3 separate regions of the Sus scrofa genome follow, and all the other regions are linked to region 2. Evidence: chromatin contacts called from public Hi-C and HiChIP or PLAC-seq data. All regions are on one chromosome and are shown on one strand. The core of a region is the stretch at or near the end of the contact, and the rest is flanking DNA. Distances in the headings are between cores, read along the strand shown.

Region 1 (4,675 bases), core at 926-3,425, 70 kb before region 2:
AATTAGAGTTATGAGAGTAAGTAAGAAGAAAAGAGTGGATGCTAGATTTGCAGTTAGTAATATCTGCTATATTTCTCAAGACCAATGAACTATGTCCCTTAGCCTTTGTGACCAGTATAGCAAAAAAGAGAGCATTAGACTAGAAGCATAGGCTTCTGTGACTTTAAGAAGATCACTTCAAGTCTCAGCTTCCCTGTTTGTAAAATGATTGAGATGGATGAGATAAACTCCAAGAGCCTCTCTTAGCCTTAGAGTCTGAGTCTGGCCTAAAATCAAATAAGCGAAATGAATGTATTCACAATCTGGGACTCTACTAGAGCAGGCAGACACATGTGTAGAAGGAAACTATTTCAGTGGGAGGAAACTTAAAGAAATACTTTTGTTTAAATTTCAATACTCAAGAGTTTTCTTGTAGCCTAGTGGTTAAGCCACACAGTTGTCCCTGCTGTGGCTCAGGTCACACCTATGGCACAGATTTGGTCACTGGCCTGGGGACTACACATATCTCAGGTGTAGCCAAAAAATAAATAAATTTCAATATTCTGTTCAGAAGTTCCCTTACGATGCAGCAGGTTAAGAATCTGGCATTGCCAGAGCTGTGGGGCAGGCCATAACTGTGACATGGGTTCAATACCTGGCCTGGGAATTTCCACGTGCTGCAGGTACGGCGCCTCCAAAAAAACTCTCTTTCAGTATCGTATGACCACATATGTGGCCCTCCATAACCACAGGTTCTGTATTTGCGAATCAAAAATATTTAGGAAAAAATTACAGAAAGTTGCAAAAAGCAAAACTTGAATTTTGCTGTACATCTGGCAACTATTTACATAGCATTTACATTGTATTTACAACTATTTACATAGTATTTACATTGTATTACATATTACAAATAATCTAGAGGTGACAAAGTATATAGGAAAAGGTTCTTAGGTTATATGCAAATACTGTGCATTTTATATAAAGGATTTGCGCATCCTCAGATTTTGGTTTCTATGGGGTTCTGGAACAAATCCCCCATAGATATTGAAGGATAGCTGTATCTCAAGTGAGATTCTTCCTTGGTCTTTTTATGGCTGCACATGCAGCATATGGAAGTTCCTAGACTAGAGGTCCAATCACAGTTGCAGCTTCAGGCCTGTTCCGCAGCCACAGCAACACTGGATCTGGGCTGCATCTGGGCCTATGTTGCTGCAGCTTGCAACAACGCAAGATTTTTAACCCCCCTTAGTGAGGCCAGAGATCAAACCCGCTTCCTTACAGACACTATGTTGGGTTCTTAACCTGCTGAGTCATAATGGGAACTCCTTTGGTCATTATTTAACAAGTTAATAAATATAATCATTGTATAGGTTCCAACTTACCATAGTAAATTATTATTACTTATGGTAAAATATGCTACATTATCCCTCTTATACATAGGCACCTGTTTGACCACCTTATTTCACCTTTACTGGAGTTCCCGTCGTGGTTCAGTGGTTAACGAATCTGACTAGGAACCATGAAGTTGTGGGTTCTATCCCTGGCCTTGCTCAGTTGGTTAAGGATCCGGCGTTGCTATGGCTCTGGTGTAGGCCGGCGGCTACAGCTCCTATTAGACCCCTAGCCTGGGACCCTCTATGTGCCAGGGGAGCAGCCCTAGAAAAGGCAAAAAGACCAAAAAAAAAAAAAAAAAAAAAAAAAAAAAAAAAAAAAATATATATATATATATATATATATATATACCTTTACTTTCCTTCCCCTTACTCTACTTGTTATTTAATCATTATCTGTCTTTTAATTTAATCACACACCAGGTCTGTTCATTGTCTACTTCCTGACCAGAATGTAAACTCTGTATCAGAGATTTGTCTATTTTGTTCACTACTCTATCTCCAGTACCAAGAACCTTGCCAGGCATATTGTAGGCACCCAATAAGTAAATAAATGAATAAATGTATGTGTATGCTAAATGTACTAATGATTAGGGAATCTGAGTATTTTAAAAGCTTCCTAGAATCAGTCCTCACCATTTTTTATAGATGTCATTAATTCAGACAATGTACAGAACTTTGTTACTCTTTTGGGTGGGTTAAACTGATCTGTTTTTGGTTTTTGCAGGGCCAAGCACTTTAGGTAACATTGTGGAAGAGGTGACTCATCCCTGTAACCCAAATCCTTGCCCCGCCCATGAACTCTGTGAGGTCAACCGGAAGGGGTGTCCAGCTGGAGATCCCTGTCTTCCCTACTCTTGTGTGCAAGGTAAGAGGTAGATAAGTGGGGCGTGGGGTGGGCATGGGTATGTACCACTGCTCGCTCTTTATAAGAGTTATTTTTGGAATGAGATTATTTTCTAAATTATGTTTTTCTGTAATGGTCAAGGTTTTACCAATAAACAGGTGTTATTTACATAAGCAAAAAAAGACAAAGACAAATGTAATTTTTAATAGTCATTTCGATTGTGAACTAATCTCATGAGAGCCAAAACCAGACTCTCATAATGAGTCATAGCGTTCTTTTTTTGTTTGTTTTTGGTTTTTTGTCTTTTTTTTTTTTTTTTTTTTTTTTTGTCTTTTTGCCATTTTGGGGGCGGCTCCCGCTGCATAAGGAGGTTCCCAGGCTAGGGGTCGAATCGGAGCTGTAACCGCCAGCCTACACCAGAGCCACAGCAACGCGGGATCCGAACCACGTCTGCAAACTACACCACAGCTCACGGCAACGCCGGATCCTTCACCCACTGAGCAAGGCCAGGGATCGAACCCGCAACCTCATGGTTCCTAGTCGGATTCGTTAACCACTGAGCCATGACGGGAACTCTGTTTTTTTGTCTTTTTTAGGGCCGCACATGTGGCACATGGAGGTTCCCAGACTAGGGGTTGAATTGGAGCCGTAGCTACAGGCCTACACCACAGCCACAGCAACTCAGGATCCGAGCCACGTCTGCGACCTACACCATGGCTCACGGCAGCGGTGGATCCTTAACCCACTGAGCAAGGCCAGGGATCGAACCCACGTCCTCATGGATATTAGTCAGGTTCGTTAACCACTGAGCCTTGACAGGAACTCCTCTTTTTTTTTTTTTAATTGTACCTGTAGTGTAGTTGACTTAGAACATTGTATAGGTTTAGTTATAGGGTTCTTAACAACAAAAGAAAAAATAACCTTAGGCCAGCTTTTTATACTTCGTTTTCTATGTTGTAATGTTTGAGAAAATGTACTGCATGTTGTTCATGTTTTTTCTTTTCTTTCCTTTAATACATGGAGAAATAGCATTCTCAATAGGATATGTAACTATCTTCATAAATTTAATGTGCTGAAATGCATGTGATTTCAAGGCTCAAAAATTTTGATCCCACAGAATTTTTATGATCTTTATCTCCCTGTGGGCCTCTTTAGAATGTAGTTTTGGCAACACTTTACTTCTTTTTATCTATTTCCCAGTTGAAAATGTTTTTCATGTTAGAATCAAATTTTTAAACACATGTGAAGTAAAAAAGAACAAAAGATTAAATAAGTATGTCTCAAAGTACCCTTATAATACTTGTATTGTACTACAGTATATCAGCTATAACATCATAATACATCTTGTTAAAATTGTAAAGAAATGGGTCCAATCTCAAGTATGCAACTTTTCTTTGAATTTAAGATATTGCTTGTATTCTATCAGTAAAATTTTATGATCAAGATTATTCTGAAACTACTGTCAGTTTCCATACTCCATTTTTAAAAATCTATGATTTTAAAATATATTTGATAAACCCAAAGAAATAAAAAACTACATATCTTACAATATTTTTGGCATAGAACTATAGCTAACTTTGGGGTATGGGCCCTTTAATCACCACTATCTCACGGAACATGAAATTTCCCTTTGAAAGGATATGTTTTTGGCCTGTGTATCAAAGCAATTCCTTAGTTTATTGGAGGTTCTATTATATAATCATTAGTGGCCACGCAGTACCTATAAGATGTATGTGAGGTGTACCTAGTGTCATAAAACAATATCAGAGCACAGTACAATTTTTCTTAGCTAATTTTTGTCTGCACAGGTTGCAAGTTGGGAGAAGCCTCTGATTTTATTGTCCGTCAAGGGACACTAATCCAGGTGCCATCATCAGCAGGGGAAGTTGGTTGTTACAAAATTTGCTCATGCGGACAAAGTGGACTCCTAGAAAACTGCATAGAGATGCACTGTATAGACCTTCAGAAGTCTTGTATTGTTGGAGGAAAAAGAAAAAGTGAGTCGAACTGTTTTCTTTTTTTGTTTGTTTTTTTGTCTTTTTAGGGCCACACCTGCAGCATATGGAAGTTCCCAGGCTAGGGGTCAAGTTGGAGCTACAGCTGCTGGCCTACACCACAGCTCACAGCAACGCCAGATCCTTAACCCACTGAGTGAGGCCGGGGATTAAACCTACCTCCTCATGAACACTAGTCGGGTTCATTGCTGCTGAGCCACAACAGGAACTCCCTGGGTTTTTTTGTTTGTTTGTTTGTTTTTAATATGGGATTAGTTATATTAACTTTGTAGGGAGAACATTGGGTGGATTTTTACCAAAGAATAAAGTCTATAAATCAGATACTGCAGGGGAGTATTTTTCAAACTATACTCTTCAGAACACAAAGACTTCTAGGGAACTCTCTTAGAAACTTCATTAAGAAGGGACTTAAAGCTAATGATAACTAATACTTATTGAACTCT
Region 2 (4,373 bases), core at 99-2,598:
CAGGCGCGTTTTTAGTAGGAGCGCTTAGGATGGCCTGAGGGTCAGGAGCAGGGCGTAGGGCCGCGTTGGAGGGGATCGAGGGCGCGGGCCGAGCCAGGCCTCTCTGCAGGTGTCGCCAATGCGACCAGCGTCTGCGTGTTGAGCCCCTTCCCAGGAGCTCTCTAAAAGGCTGGTCCTGGTAGGGCCTGCAGGAGCCGGCCCTCCTCCGTGGGAGGCTCCGGCTAGTCCCTATCCCTTCCTGGGCACAGCCGCGCCCCGGGAACTCGGGGAGCCCCACGTGTGCTCCGAAGGCGGGGGCGCAGTGCTGCGGGAGTCTGAGCCAGCCAAGCCTGCGAAGAAACCAACCCGCGGACACTGAGGGGGATGCCCCCAGTCCCGATGGCTCCTCTCTGGTTGCCCGGCCAAGCGCCTGCCGTCTGAGGCAGAGTACCCACGTCTGGAAAAAGGGCACAGGTGTGTTTTGTGGCGATCGTAGGAGGCCCAGCCAAGGGAATCCCAGGGTCGCAGGGGGCGCCTAGAAGGGGTGGCAGCTCCGCTTCTTTCTTCCGCTGGACCCGGGCGGGGCCGCAGGCGTTGGCGGCGCCCCGGCTCCCAAGTGGGAGATGACCCTCTAGCGCCACCGCGTGGCCGGAGGAAGAGCAGGGAGCCTGCCGGGAGGGGACGGGGGATGCTAGGTCTCAACTCCAGGGAACAGAACCAGGTAAACAAGTGTTTACAAAGGGAGCAGCCAGGAACGCCAAAGCTTGGCGAACTCATGTAATAATAACGGCAGCTAGCGTTTTTGAACGTTTGTTTCGAGCCAAACGCTCTGATTTAACACTTCGTCATTTTCTCTTGTAACACAATCCTTAATAATCTTTAAAGGGGGGGGGGTACTATGATGATTCCCATCTCACAGATGAGAAAACTGAGTTTTAAGGAGAAAAAGCAACCTGTCCAAGTCCACACGTGATGAAGAGAGCTGACCCATCACAGCCCCCAACATTTTACAGGCTTGGAAATGTAGAGAGACTGTCCGGTTTTCAGGGAATACTGAAATAATCAGGGCTTCCAACCCACTCCCATCCCCCGGGGCAAGGATAACACTTGCATTTTTGCTCCAGTGACTGGCCTCTACCTCTCAGTTTTATTTATTTATTTGATTTTATTTATTATTTATTTATTTATTTTGGACTTTTTGCCATTTCCAGGGCTGCTCCCGCAGCATATGGAGGTTCCCAGGCTATGGGTCCAATCGAGCTGTAGCCGCCGCCAGAGCCACAGCAACGCGGGATCCAAGCAGAGTCTGCGCCCTACACCCCAGCTCACGGCAACACCAGATCCTTAACCCACTGAACCCACAACCTCATGGTTCCTAGTCAGATTTGTTAACCCCTGATCCACGACGGGAACTCCTACCTCTCAGTTTTATAAGGAATGTTTTCTGTGGACCCAAAGGTAAGAAGCCATAGAACAGAGCTCTCTTTCTCTGATACCCAGGGGCCTTGGCAGAGAAGAGAGCGTTGGGGCTTGAGAATCAGAGACAGAGGAGCTGAGTAGTTCGGAGTGTCCTGAAAGGTGGGGAAAGTGCTGCATTACAGAAGGCCTGGGTCCCAGGCCCTGCTCTGCTTCTGACTGGCTACATGACCTTGGACAAACCCCTTCTGTTCTCCGAGCCTCAGTTTCCCTCCTGCACAAAGTACATTCTTCTAGATGATCTAATAATCCCTTTCCTTCCCCCAGCCTCCCTCAGCCTCCCTCCACCAACTCCTGCCCAAAGTGGCTCTGGCGTTCTAGCAGCAACGGTGAACTATGGCTGAGGGTCCCAGGTGGGAGTTGCGACCCATCTGCGTGTCCTCCTGAGTTCTGGACCCCAGCACGCGTCCTGGCCTTGGCAGGTCAGGTCGGGGCCGTCGGAGGGGAGAAAAGCCCTGTGCCTCTGAGAGAGGCCTGGGGTGGGGGGGTCGGCATTGTGATGACCTCGTCCACTCTATGACATCATCCTCTCTCCCACCCGCCCGCCTCCCTGCTCAACTGCGCTGCAGACAACCATCCATCTGAATCCCAAAGGCCTGAGAAAGTCCGTTCTCCAGTACCTGCTGCTGATCGTCTGCCTCAGCCAGCAAGAAGCACCATGAAATTGGAATTCACCGAGAAAAACTACAACAGCTTTGTGCTGCAGAACCTGAACAAACAGAGGAAACGCAAAGAATACTGGGACATGGCCCTGACTGTGGACCACCACGTCTTCTTTGCACATCGCAACGTGCTGGCTGCCGTCTCTCCGCTGGTGAAGAGCCTCATCTCCAACCACGACATGAAAACCACCGATGAGCTCTTTATCACCATCGACCCCAACTACCTGAGTCCGACCACGGTGGACCACCTCCTAGACTACTTTTACAGCGGCAAGGTGGTGATCTCCGAGCAGAACGTGGAGGAGCTGCTTCGCGGGGCCCAGTATTTCAACACCCCCCGCCTTCGAATTCACTGCAATGACTTCCTGATCAAGTCCATCCGCCGTGCCAACTGCTTGCGCTACCTCTTCTTGGCCGAGTTGTTTGAACTCAAAGAGGTCTCGGACTTGGCCTACTCCGGCATTCGCGACAACTTCCACTACTGGGCCAGCCCCGAGGGCTCCCTGCACTTCATGCGCTGTCCACCTGTCATCTTCGGCCGCCTGCTGCGCGATGAAAACTTGCACGTGCTCAACGAGGACCAGGCTCTCCAGGCACTCCTCAGTTGGGTATACTTCCGGAAGGATGAGCGGGAGAAGTATTTCAAGAAGTTCTTCAATTACATCAATCTCAACGCCGTCTCCAACAAGACGCTGATGTATGCCAGCAACAAGCTGATGGGCATGGAGAACAGCTCAGCCCACTCCACCCTGATTGAGAGTGTCCTTGTGGACCGCAAGCAGGAGAGGCCAACCAGTCTGCTGAGCTACCAGCGGAAAGGGGCCCTGCTTGATTCGGTGGTCATCCTCGGAGGCCAGAAGGCCCACGGCAAGTTCAACGATGGCGTGTTCGCTTACATCATCCAGGAGAACCTGTGGTTGAAGCTCTCAGAGATGCCCTATCGGGCGGCAGCCCTTAGCGCCACTGCGGCCGGTCGCTACATCTATATCTCTGGTGGCACCACGGAGCAGATCTCAGGGCTGAAGACGGCCTGGCGGTATGACATGGATGACAACTCCTGGACCAAGTTGCCTGACCTGCCCATTGGGCTTGTCTTCCACACCATGGTGACCTGCGGGGGGACGGTGTACTCAGTGGGCGGGAGCATCGCCCCAAGGCGGTATGTCTCCAACATCTTTCGCTATGACGAGCGCAAGGAGGCCTGGTGCCTCGCAGGGAAGATGAGCATCCCTATGGACGGCACAGCCGTGATCACCAAGGGTGACCGGAACCTGTACATTGTCACTGGGCGGTGCCTGGTGAAGGGCTACATCTCCCGGGTTGGGGTGGTGGACTGCTTCGACACCAACACTGGGGACGTGGTCCAGTGTATCACCTTCCCCATCGAGTTCAACCACCGGCCCCTGCTCTCTTTTCATCAGGACAACATCCTCTGTGTGTACAGCCACCGGCAGAGTGTGGAGATCAACCTGCAGAAGATAAAGGCCAACAAGACGACCACCTCGGTGCCTCTCTTGCCCAACAACTGCCCCTTGGATGTGTCCCATGCGATCTGCTCCATTGGAGACAGCAAGGTGTTTGTGTGTGGAGGCGTCACCACAGCCAGCGATGTCCAGACAAAGGACTACACTATCAATCCAAACGCCTACCTGCTGGACCAAAAGACAGGCGAGTGGAAGACCCTGGCCCCACCACCAGAGGCACTGGACTGTCCTGCCTGCTGTCTGGCCAAGCTACCTTGCAAGATTCTTCAAAGGATTTAAACAGCTTTTTAAGTGGGAGAATAAGTAAATTCATTATTATTCACAGTTTATTGAGAGAGAGAAAGAGAGGAAGATGGCCTGTTGGTTCCTTCTTAGTCTGTTTGGCCCTGAAAGTGGAGATCCTGGGCTCCTTCCAGTGGGGGGACTTCAGGGTCAGGCTCTTACTGGAGGGATCCAATCTGAGGCTGGAAACAAGTCTCTGGTGGGTGGGAATGAGGCATCTCCTGGGCACTGATTCCCAGTGGGTGGAAACTCAGGGTCACTCTGTTCCTGGAGGCATCCAAGCAGAGGCTGGAAAGGAGTCCCTGGTGAGTGATGGTGGGTGAGATGGAGGCATCTCCTGGGCATGGGCCAAGGTGATGTCTGGAAGGTCCCTATTCTGTACCCGGGTAGTTGCCATACAGGCATCTGCTCGACTGGCAGGTAAAGCATTTGCTTAGAGTCGTGAAGCCTCAGGCTCCTCCAACACCCGTTTCCTTTGAGTCTGCCCGGA
Region 3 (4,720 bases), core at 1,989-4,488, 95 kb before region 2:
CTCTTTCCTACCTCTCATACCACAGCCCCGTTCCTAAAGTCACTAGAGATATTTTATGCACATAAAAGTAAATATATATATATGTATATGTGTGTGTGTATTTATATATTCCTCTTCTACACCTCTGTAACACACATGTTAGCTTACCGCACACTGTCATACCCCTGGATGCCCGTATATGGTGCATATTTATGAATGTTTATATGGGCTACACAGGAACTGTAACAGTAAAGTATTCTGCTTTAAAGATTTCTGAGTTTTAATTTTATTTGTTCCTTTCTCTCAAATTAACCTTGATTCTAGATTCACTACCAGAAACATAAAGGAAAAGGGATGAAAAAATAGCCCTAAAAATTTAGAGCTGGGAGGGCAGGGATGTAGGACGAGCAGGGTTCTCTGGACAACTGGAGAGCTCCTGTTCCTCAGTGGGGTTGTCTCAGTGCTGCAGTAGATCCAAAAATAGGCCGTCTTAGATGGCAGGTGACAGGCTAGGCTGTGGACAGTTGGCTTTGTGGCAAGTAGAATTTTTTTTTTTTTTTTTAGCAGAAAGAATCATGTGGTACGTTGCCCTAGCAGAGCCTTCGGGACCTGGATGTAAAGCTTCTTTTAGTTCGTACAGAGGAAACTCTGAGAATTGTCAGTACATAGTAAATAGAAGGTTGAATGAAGGCTTTGTAAATGGTAAAATGCCATACAGGTTATGCTATATCAGACTGGACTTGAGCCGTTACCTGCAGCTGATGAGCTCCAAAAAGAGCGAAACCTATTAGGTCCTGCAGTACTGGCTTAAGGTAGTGTAAAACTTTGATTGTGTTCCAGTTGTATGTTGTTTTGTTTTGTCATATTTTGTACTGGGGAGGAGAATAACTCCTGTTTAGTCTCCTTGAGCTACTGTATTTCCTCTCCAGTCCATTTTTCTCAGAAGTTGCCTGAATGAGATAATTCCAGAGGGGAAATCTGATCAAGTCTGATTAGATTGTGACCTAGTCTAATCCAGATGGCCAGATTTTTCTCCCTAGGCCATCTTATCTGTTCCCATAACTTGAATTGCCCCAATATGATAACTCCAGAATCTTTGCTAACCTCTTTTTCTGAGCTCCTGAGTCACTACTGGGTATGTGTGTGGTTTTGTTTTTTTGTTTTTTGTTTTTTTTTTTTAAGGGCGTTCCCAAGCTAAGGGTCAAATTGGAGCTGCAGCTGCTGGCCTCCGCCATAGCAACGCGGGATCCAAGCTGCGTCTTTGACCTACACCACAGCTCTTGACAACACCAGATCCCCAACCCACTGAGCAGGGCCAGGGATCAAACCCACATCTTCATAGATACTAGTTGCGTTCATTACCACTGAGCCATGACGGGAACTCCTGGTTATGTGTGTTTGTGATGTTCAACTAACATTTCAAATCAGCCAGACACCTGTTACCTTCCCTAACTTTCCTTCCCGCCACCTTTCTGCTACACAACACCACACATATACACATCCCTAGACAAAAACTCATCATTTTCCTTATATTTCTTGCTTGATTGTTCCAGTGCAATCCTCCCAGACACAAACTAAAAGCCTAAGAAGTATCGTCTACTCATTTCCTCTTTGTCACCACCGCTTACAGAAAAACTGGCTGTCAAACCCTAAAGATTTGCCCCTGAAATTGTTTTAAATTTGTCTCCTTTCCATATCCTCAATTACTGCCTATCTCAGGCCTTTATATAACTTGGAAATTACTATAATAGCTGCCCAACTAGCTTTCCTATCCCTAATTTCTCCTCTAATTTACTGTTTCCACTTCTCCTAGGGTGACCTCTTTAAAGACCCAACGTGGTCTTATCACTCCTTGTCTTGATACTCTGTAATGACTCACCTGTAAGATACAGTTCATGTTCCTCAGCCTGGTATAGCTAATCTTTTCTTGATCTAGCCCCTGACCTGACTCTTCCCTCCTTAACACTTCAGCAGCTCACGGCTTATAACGTCCCAGGTTATAGTTGTACCACCTCTTGTCCTGCTGGAATTCCCTTTCCCTGAATCCATCTTAGCATCCCTGCCCAGTAATAGGCTGGCGCCAGCTCCTACCAGCTAGGGAGAGCTGGTTGTTAAATGTTCAGGAATTTTGCAAGCCTGTTTTTAACTTGGAAGCAGCTGTGATGGGGATATTTATACCATAAAATATCAGCAAATATTATAAGTCAAATCTCCTCTTTACTCTCACCCCTGTGAAATGTCTCCCCACCCCAGCATACTACAGCCCCTATCCAAACCTGGCTTATATGGTTCCTCTTTAAAATCTTTCCAGCCCAGTCCTCTTCCTTCCACACACAAAAAAATTATTTGCTACTTATAAACACTTTTCATGCTTTATTATAGCATTTGTCACCATACAGGGTAACTCTTTGTTTACATGTCACTTTTTAATACTAAACTCATGAGTTCTTGGGAGCAGAGCCCATGTCTCAGTTGCCTTTGCATCTGTCATTCATTCATTCCTTCAACATTCATTGAATTGATATGCTTAATGTGTATTAGGCACTGTTCTCAGAGTACAGAGATGGGAGGATTTAGCCACTCTCTGTGAGAAGTTCATAGCCTAGTCCTTGGAAATAGAGAAATGCAGATAGTCCATCACACAACAGTGAGGCAAGTACATTGCTAGATGTCTGTACAGGACAAGTTGAAGCCTGGAAGAAAAAACCCTGCCCAAGGTATTGGGGAAGTCTTCACAGAGCAGGTAAGACTTAAAGGATGAACAAAAATTTGTTGCCTGTAGATAGGTGCTACAGTTACTTTTATAGATAGTTTTTTTGTTTTTTTTCTTTTTGGGGTCGCACTATCGGCATATGGAAGTTCCCAGGCTAAGGGTTAAATTGGAGCTATAGCTGTTGGCCTGCACCACAGTCACAGCAATGCTGTATCTGAGCCACACCTTCGACCTACACCACAGCTCACAGCAGTGCTGATCCTTTAAGCCACTGAGCGGGGCCAGGGACTGAACCCGTGTCCTCGTGGGTACTTGTCTGGTTTGTTTCTGCTGAGCCACAACGGGAACTCCATGGATAGAATTTTTTCTAACAGAAGAATTTTCCACTCTGGATGGTACACAAGGTTCTTTGTTTCAGAGTAAATAGCAGTTTTATGTGAAAACCTTGTGTAAATGTCCATGAATTAGGCATTCTTTGAACGAGGAGAGAAAGCGCTGAATACCGTATCTGTATCCCAGTAATGTGTAGCAAACCATCCCAAAACTCCATAGCCTAAACAAACAGTAACAATTTGTGATTTCTCACAGATTTAGACAGTTCTGATCTAGGCAGGCTTAGCTGCTTCTGGCTGGGCTCACTTAATGCAGCTGTGGTCAGCTGGCAGGTCACGCAGGGCATGGCTGGTTTAGGATGTCCTTGCCTAAATCAGCTCAGCTCTCCAGCTCTCCTCCATGTGTTTCTTCCAGCCCCTCTAGTAGCCTAGCTCAGGCAGATTCCCATGGTGGTGACGGGGCCCCAGAGAGGGGGTGGAATCATGCAAGTATATACACAGGCCTCTACTTATTTCACACTTTCTGTCCACTTGACTAAAGTAAATCACACGACTAAGTCCAGAGTTAGTGTGAGAGAAATAGATAAGAGAATGTGAAAAACTGGGGCCATTGCCACCATCAGTTTTCCACAAACACATATTCTTTGTAAGCTCTGTTCTAGACCTTGTGTTATGCTGCAGATGTTAATTTGCCAAAAAATTTGCTTCCAGCTGGGTTTGGTGCTCTGTGGTGATAATAGCAAACTTCTCCGAGCAGTCTAGACCTATTAATCTTATTTCAATTTGGTATGCTCATTTTTATCCAGCTATTGAAATGATATTTCTTTTTTGGGAGGCTGAAGAAACTGAAGAATCTTTTGTTTAGTGATATGCATGTCACATTAAACTCCTTTACATATTCTAGTCCTTAGACTTTTCTTTTTTCACTAAAAAGCCGTAGTGTCCAAAACAAGGAGAAAACATCTTGTCAAGCTTTAAAAACATATTTTTATTTTTTATAAAGAGTTTTTTTAATTGTTATTTCCCCACAAAAACGTATTTTTAAAAGGTTAATTATTTGGTCTCTCCGACTTAGCATTTGATAATCTAGGTTTTTCATGCAAAACTTCAAACTGGGAGAAATCTCAGTCCATCTGTGAAAAGCTAACACATTTTATTTATTGAAGCCTTAAGAACAAAGCAACCCCATTACTTTTAAGCAGTAGCCTTGGGAATAGGAAACATCAAATAGCAGTTCATAAAATATGCTCTTTTGGGTCTTTGTTCAGAAGTGACTAAAGCATCCAAGGTTCAAACCTGGTTTTGTTTGTTTTTTTTATAAGATTCATATGCTCCATATTTGTTTCATTTTCATCATTGATGAGAATGGAAAAGAAGCTCGAGGGGCCAGTAGTTGTAGAAGGGCAATGGACAGTGAAAGGATAGAGACAAATGGAGAAATGTTAGAAGGGGTCACAAGTGAAAAAGTGGGTGGCTGGGCAAGAAAGTAAATCTGCAGAGCCAACTTCTGAACAAGAGGTTGGAAAGAGTCTACCTCCCAGATGGACCCAAAGGCTTTTCCCCCAAGAAGGAAGGTCACTGTGGCCTGAAGGATCACATAAGGTTCCCTTGACATTTACTCTGTATGTTAGTTTTTCTGCCAGGTTTTTCCACAGGTTAACTGCTCCCAATACTAGGTGAAGAGAACTGCTTATTG

What was found. Hi-C and Micro-C count contacts between places; a contact is called where the count stands out from the background. HiChIP or PLAC-seq counts read pairs in DNA pulled down with a chosen protein or histone mark.
Region 1: a Hi-C map of skeletal muscle shows a contact between it and region 2, with 5 times the contacts expected there. The contact joins the enhancer-like site here to the promoter of CCIN in region 2. A contact is called at or near these places in 2 of 5 promoter capture datasets (fetal liver and liver), 24 of 47 Hi-C or Micro-C datasets (adipocytes, adipose tissue, alveolar macrophages and 11 more) and 2 of 2 datasets of contacts at active chromatin or transcription factors (alveolar macrophages and skeletal muscle).
Region 3: an H3K27ac HiChIP or PLAC-seq map of skeletal muscle shows a contact between it and region 2, with 6 times the contacts expected there. The contact joins the enhancer-like site here to the promoter of CCIN in region 2. A contact is called at or near these places in 7 of 47 Hi-C or Micro-C datasets (embryonic fibroblasts, heart right ventricle, liver and 2 more) and 2 of 2 datasets of contacts at active chromatin or transcription factors (alveolar macrophages and skeletal muscle).

Annotation. Positions count from the first base shown.
Region 1 is chr1:236,876,141-236,880,815 of Sscrofa11.1, forward strand. It overlaps RECK (reversion-inducing cysteine-rich protein with Kazal motifs), which reads left to right. Exons shown (of 21, transcript XM_021065979.1): 13 at 2,098-2,238; 14 at 4,026-4,214. Among named protein-coding and RNA genes, the nearest start is that of GLIPR2, 41 kb to the right of the region's middle. Within about 2 kb of position 2,176, at least 2 of the 83 cell types and tissues checked have an H3K27ac peak or open chromatin away from gene starts, as enhancers often do. A contact at or near this core is called in skeletal muscle, where this site is marked.
Region 2 is chr1:236,946,523-236,950,895 of Sscrofa11.1, forward strand. It overlaps CCIN (calicin), which reads left to right and starts at 1,349. Exons shown (of 1, transcript XM_003121999.6): 1 at 1,349-3,925. The coding sequence starts at 2,114. The coding sequence ends at 3,880.
Region 3 is chr1:236,849,908-236,854,627 of Sscrofa11.1, forward strand. The region is part of intron 6 of RECK (reversion-inducing cysteine-rich protein with Kazal motifs); the gene reads left to right. Among named protein-coding and RNA genes, the nearest start is that of RECK, 31 kb to the left of the region's middle. Within about 2 kb of position 3,239, at least 14 of the 83 cell types and tissues checked have an H3K27ac peak or open chromatin away from gene starts, as enhancers often do. A contact at or near this core is called in skeletal muscle, where this site is marked.